Regions from separate parts of the Macaca mulatta genome. Here region 1 is linked to region 2. Evidence: chromatin contacts called from public Micro-C data. All regions are on one chromosome and are shown on one strand. The core of a region is the stretch at or near the end of the contact, and the rest is flanking DNA. Distances in the headings are between cores, read along the strand shown. Region 1 holds the start of CD48 (CD48 molecule). Region 2 has its middle 19 kb from the start of LY9.

The links. Hi-C and Micro-C count contacts between places; a contact is called where the count stands out from the background.
Region 1: a Micro-C map of CD4 T cells shows a contact between it and region 2, with 8 times the contacts expected there. The contact joins the promoter of CD48 here to the enhancer-like site in region 2. A contact is called at or near these places in 5 of 14 Hi-C or Micro-C datasets (CD4 T cells, blood, cortical neurons and 1 more).

The regions. Positions count from the first base shown.
Region 1 is chr1:106,136,043-106,139,268 of T2T-MMU8v2.0, reverse strand. It overlaps CD48 (CD48 molecule), which reads right to left and starts at 1,591. Exons shown (of 4, transcript XM_077940393.1): 1 at 1,410-1,591.
Region 2 is chr1:106,084,184-106,087,626 of T2T-MMU8v2.0, reverse strand. No RefSeq gene overlaps it. Among named protein-coding and RNA genes, the nearest start is that of LY9, 19 kb to the right of the region's middle. Within about 2 kb of position 1,471, at least 8 of the 40 cell types and tissues checked have an H3K27ac peak or open chromatin away from gene starts, as enhancers often do. A contact at or near this core is called in CD4 T cells, where this site is marked.

The DNA of each region.
Region 1 (3,226 bases), core at 342-2,841, 52 kb before region 2:
TATTAAGAAATACAAAAAACTAGCCGGGCGAGGTGGCGGGCGCCTGTAGTCCCAGCTACTCGGGAGGCTGAGGCCGGAGAATGGCGTGAACCCGGGAGGCGGAGCTTGCAGTGAGCTGAGATCCGGCCACTGCACCCCAGCCTGGGCGACAGAGCGAGACTCCGTCTCAAAAAAAAAAAAAAAAAGAAATAGATAACCTAACCTCATCAAAACCAGTATTATCCATTCAAAGGATAACACAATCAGGTGTGGTCTGCATGTTTCAAAGAAGAATACACAACCAAGATGAAGCCTAGAAAAGAAGTCAGAGAACGACCAACTGTCAGGATGTTTTCAGTATGCCAAGAGAAAGTCCTGAAATATTCCAGTTCTCATTGGCAACCCTGTTTTTCCCAATAGTTAGATGAATACTTCACGTCCGTCCCAACTCCCAAGGCCATACCAATGTCCTATGCATTGAGTCAGGTCCACAGAACCCATACAGCTGTAGACTCACACAGTCATGAACCAAAGGACTCTACCTGAGAGGCAGAGCATGTGAGAGACCTATCCTCCACACATTCTCCCTCACCTCCCTAAAAGTTACAAACTATCATCATTTTATGCCACGGTGTAACTACCGCATGTTTGTTTCTTTTTTACTGTTATCCTCGGAGTGGTGAGCATTAAAGCCCTTTAAATTAAAAAGACTTGAGTATTTACTTGGGGGAATAGCAAGAAAGTCAAAGGCTTCACTGCTGCTTCTCAGCTGCATAAGAAGGATGGATGAAGAAAGAGGGTGAGGCAGCTCTAACAGAAGAAGGAAAGTTAGCTCAGCCCTTGGGCACATGACGGGGACCGAACAGGCTGTGGCAGAGGAATGGACCTTAACTCTTAGTAATCAGATGCGTTAAGGTTCCCTTGTTGCTGACGCACTTCCAGCCTCTTCTCAGACCCTCATTTGGAGACCCCAGACAGCAATCCTTTCCAAGCTTTTCTTCCTACAATTTTGATCTATCTTTTCTTTGGGTAAATGACAATGTCATTTACCTTGGCTCAGGACACAACACCTCACATATACAGAGGTCTCAAAGAATGCCTAATGAAGTACAATGTGTCAGAGCATAAAATACGGCAGCTGTCAGTGTAGAGCTTCTTCTTATTCAAAATGAAAAAACACTTTTCCACAACTTCATGGACCACCAGCCAAGGGACAAAATATGAGAAGCCTACTTCTCCTTCTCCCCAGGGTCCTGTTTTGGTTACATCCCCTTGGGAAAGGAGATGAAGCTCAATTCTTCAGTGCTAAGAAAGGTTCCCCAACCATGCCATGGCCATGGTATTGGAATGGAAATATCTGCTTTCCAGATACCAGATCCGGCTTCTAGGGTTGAACTACATCCCATCTCCCCTTTCCCAACTGACCATACCTTCAGTGCACAATCACAGGCAGACGGTTGGTAGAAAGTACCTTGAATGCTGATCGCCAGGAGTGACAGAGACAGCAGTAGCAATTCCAGAGCCAGACACCGATTCCAACCTCTGGAGCCCATGCTTCCTTCCAGAACTTCCCAGCAACGCAGGAGACAGTTGAGAGCCTGGCTAGAAAGAGGCCAGGGCTAAAAAGGGAACTTACCAAATAGGGTTAGAGAAAAAAAAACACTGAGCTTTTCTCTCCACCCAGCACACTTGTGTGGGGCCCCAGAAACCAGAAACAGGAGGCCTTGTAAATTTTTTTATCTAAGAGCATCACGGAAACTGAGAACAATTTTGTTTGAATGTACATGAGTGCTTTTTTGTAGGGAGAAGATTCATAGCTTCTACTGGACTCTCAGTGGGGACAGTACTCAGAAAAGATTAAGAGACCCTGATAGAGAATATCTGCTTTTTGTTCCCAGGAAAGAATCACTCTGATTAATTCAGGGGCTAAGACATAGGAGGTGCCCAGTCAAGCCTGGTTAGGTGTCACTCAGAGCAGGTAGTCTGGGAAATCAGACCCACATAGCCTTAGTGCTGCATCTCTTACCCCCAGCACCACCCTCTACTCTTCTTCCTTTATGATAATTCACCATTTGAAGCTTGACATCAGCCTATCCACTGAACATTAGAAGAAAAGTAAGATTACTTGGCCCAAAAGAATGGATTTCCCACCCCTGTGGTCTGTATTAGTCTGTTTTCACACTGCTAATAAAGACATACTCCAGACTGGGTAATTTATAAAGGAAAGAGGGGGTTTGTTTTGTTTGTTTTGTCTTGTTTTTTTGAGACACAGCCTCACTCTGTAGCCCAGACTGGAGTGCAGCAGTGCAATCTCGGCTCACTGCAACCTTCACCTGCTGGGTTCAAGCAACTCTCCTGCCTCAGCCTCCTACACAGCTGGGATTACAGGCAAGCACCACTATGCCCAGCTAATTTTTGTATTTTTAGTAGGGTTTCACCATGTTGGCCCAGCTGGTCTTGAACTCAAGTGATCCACCTGCTTCAGCCTCCCAAAGTGCTGTGATTACAGGCATGAGCCTGTGCCTGGCCAGGAAAGAGGTTAAATTGACTTATAGTTCAGCATAGCTTGGGAAGCCTCAGGAAACCTACAATCATGGTGCAAGAGGAAGCCAATACATCCTTCCTCACATGGTAGCAGGAAAGAGAAGAACTGAGCAACAATGGGGAAAGCCCCTTCCTTGTAGAGCCATCAGATCTAGTGAGAACTCACTATTACGAGAACCTCGCGATGGTAACTGCTCCTGTGATTAGCTTACTTCCCACTGGGTCACTCCCTAGACATGTGAGGATTATGGGAACTACAATTCAAGATGAGATTTGGATGGAGACACAGCCAAATCATATCTTGGTCTAGGACATTTCAAGCCCATTCCTATTGAATTTAAATTAGTTATTTGCCCACCCAGGACCCATAGGCAAGCCACAGTTCCTGATATAACATATTTGTAATCATTTTTTTTAATTGGGGATATTTCTGATTCTCAACATGGAGATGAACAATAAAATGTCTGCTCTCCTCAATCCTCACACTGGAAGGACATTATGTTAAGTGAAATAAGTCAGGCACATAAAGATAAATACCACCTGTTCCCAATCATATATGGAAGCTTAAAAATGAGCTCATAGAAGTAGAGAGTAAAATTGTGGTTATCAGAGGCTGGGAAAGTACTGGGGGAAAACCCCACCCCTGATATTTAACATGGGTTCTTTTCTATTTCCCTAAGCATCTCGGCTGGTTTGAGAAATA
Region 2 (3,443 bases), core at 222-2,721:
TTTTTGATTTGCTCTTCTATGCATACCACCTCCATTTCAAACAAGACAGAATAAAAAACCAGGGGTGAGCTGGCTTAGGGCACCAGGAAAACAAAATGAAAGGATGTTTAATTAAAAAGGGGAAAAATAAGAGAAAGCCCATGCTACCCACAGTGGTTAGTCACTAATCTGTTTTACTTTCACCACCCTGAAAACTTGGAGAGGAGAGAGAAAGAGACACAGAGAGGGAGAGAGAGACACACAGAGAGAGAGAGAACAGAAAAGCAACTCTGAACATCATACATCTTCTCCTAGTCCTATGACCATGAGCAAAATGCTTAGCTTCTTGGAACCTCAGTTTTCTCTTCTATAAAATGTGAAAGATACTTCCTACCTCACAGGGTTGTAGTGAGATTGAAGGTAAAGATAATCATACACATAAAGTGTTCAGCAGAGTATAACATCATAGTCCTTCGACAGAAGTTACTTCATCATAAAGAGACTACTGGCGTGAACCCAGGAGGCGGAGCTTGCAGTGAGCTGAGATGGCACCACTGCACTCCAACCTGGGTGATGGCGCGAGACTGCGTCTCAAAAAAAAAAGACAGACTACTGGCTAATTATGTAGATTCCATTCAGAACTGAGCCTCTAGAACTTTAAGTATAAAGAGTAACTGAAGACCTGAGAATAGCAGTTAATCATATCATTATAAAGTTGAGGCATGTGATAAGAGGCAGCTGACCAGTGCTCACAGAACAAGCAAACTAGCAAACACTCCCTTCTGTGTCATTCACTCATTCACACCACCCTTACAGAAGGCTTGTCAGCTATAAGCCTCCAAGCTGTTCCTCCCCTCACTCCTCTGGTGCTCTTTCTAGCTCCTCCTCTTCGCTGTGTTCTCCATGTTCCCTCCCAGTCACTTGCAAGCTGGGACCTGTGCATCTCCCCAGGAGCAGAAGCAAGCCCTGCTGAGTCAGGCTGCTAAACGGACTTTGTGGTTCTGGAGGTGCTGCAGGCCCAACTGCCCTGTGGGTGCAACTCTGCTGTGTCTCCTCCTGGGCAGTTAGGGACCCACCACAATCCCTCTGATTGCCCGGCCCTGTTGAGAGCCTGTTCCCTGCTCCCATCTCACTTGGCCCCAGTGAATTTCATTCATTTCCTGTTTTGCCCGGTCCCTGGATCTGTCTGATATCTACTGGTCAAGCCCTGGTCTGACTTCTTACCCAGCCTCATACCCTCCAATCCGGACAGCCTCCTCACCACTATGACAACCGTAGGGTCTGGAAGGCCCCATGGGAATGTAGGCTTCATAAGAGTAGGGAATTTTTGTCTGTTTCCTTCACTTTCTCTTCCCAGAGCTAAATCAGTCCCAAACGTCCATTTAAAGCTTACACACAGAATTTTGGAGCTGGAAGAGACTCTAAGGATCATGTAGTCCAACTCCCTCATCTCAGAGAGAGAAAGTGAAAGCAAGGTCCCAATGAAGGCTGGTGGTAACAGGATCCTCCAAGCCACACAGCAAGCCCTGGGTTAGCTCACTGCTGCCTCCTCATGGCTCAGCTGGAAAACCATGCACAAATTCAGCTGTTTTACTCGTCTGTTTTTTGTTTTGTTGTCTGTTTTCCAATAAAATATAGAACCTTATGAAAATACCTGCACACTAAGCTTCATGAACACTGAGGAAAACACATAGTATTTCCTCTTCTTCTTCTTCTTCCTCTTTTTTGAGACGGAGTCTCACTCTGTTGCCCAGGCAGGAGTGCAGTGGTGCAGTCTTGGCTCACTGCAACCTCCGTCTCCTAGGTTCAAGCAACTCTCCTCCCTTACCTCCCGAGTAGCTGAGTAGCTGGGATTACAGGTGTGCCCCGTGACACACAGCTAAATTTTATATTTTTAGTAGAAATGGGATTTCACCATGTTGGCCACGCTGGTCTCAAACTTCTGACCTCAGGTGATCCACCTGCCTCGGCCTCCCAAAGTGCTGGTATTACAGGTGTGAGTCACCACACCTGGCCTTATACACAGTATTTCTGTAGAGTAAAACTGTTGAATGGAATCTGCTTCTTAAAGTCTTCTAAGGGAAGAATATTGAGGTAACACAATCTGAATGAGAGTCTAAAAAGAATACAAGGAAAAGAATAGCTCAGAAGGCAAAATATAAGGCTGTATGAATCGAAAGGAAATAGTTACCCCTGAATTTTGTCTCCATTTTTGAATTTCCTTATTGCTTCAAAATTTAAAATAAATATCAGCAGGGATATGAACTCTCCCTAGCCAAACTCAGAACTGTGGGATAGGCAAACAGAAATGGATAGGTTGCTTCTCTCAAAGGGACTTTCATTCGTTCACTCGGTTTTGTTTGTTTGTTTGTTTGTTTGTTTGTTTGTTTTTACACTCACTTGCTCTGTAAGACAAAGTAGCAAACATAAGAGGCCATGTTTGCTCATTCAGCTGCCAGCAGAATTTCACAAAGCCCCTGACTCAGTGACAGAGGACAGCCCTTCGGAAGGATGCCCTGAAGATGATAAAGACGGAGCCCAGGTTACCACATCTCTTGCCTAAATCACTGCATTTTTAGAAAAGATAAATTCAATGATCCTGGCCTTTGTCTTTTTTCTTTACATAAGACAAAGGCTGACAGGATTAATCATTATGCCTCTGCAATCTATAACTAGATGGACCCTTGCACCCAAACTTTGGTGAAATTTTGCTCTTACATAACTTTTGAGCACAGGCAGAATGTCTGTCACCTTATGTATAAGCTGTAGGCTTAAACACTGCTTTGGAGCAGTCTAACAGAAACTCTCTGAAAGACTCTCCCGGGTTGCCATCCTCAGTAAGAGTAAATAAAACTAACTTTAATTCTTTAAAAACTTGGCTTTTCTTTAGTTGACAAGTGTCTCAGCAAGTATTTAGTGAGCACCAACTATGTGCTATGGCAGGGATGGATAAAGCATGACCCCTAACTTCAAAGAGCTCACAACTGATGGAAACACAAACGGGTCAAGAAGCAGCTTGACACAGATTGAGCCAGATGGAGAAAGGTCAGTGAGTCCCCTCGGGGAGAAAGAAAAGCAAGGTGACAGCACAGAGACATGTGTAGTGACTGTGGGGCTTCAATGGCTCTACTTCGGGGTGTGGAGACAGTGGGTAAAACTACAAAGATGGCAGAATGTAGCAATCTGTTTACTTTTCGGCTAAGGAAAATGAAGGGGGCTTTTCCAACAACTTGTTTTTGCATAGTCTGAATTGTCAACTTACTCTTTCATAGGGTGGTAATCTATCTGCTCCTGAGGGTCATTAGTCATTTCCTCCTCTTTCTACCTGTTCTCACCTCCTCCTGTCACACAGCAAGGGCATCTGGCAGCACCCAAGCAGGCAGGAAGCCTTCAGATACATACAGTTCATACTTCACACCTAAAACAATTTCCAGTAGACACCCACTTCCCTGGCTTTTTGTGGG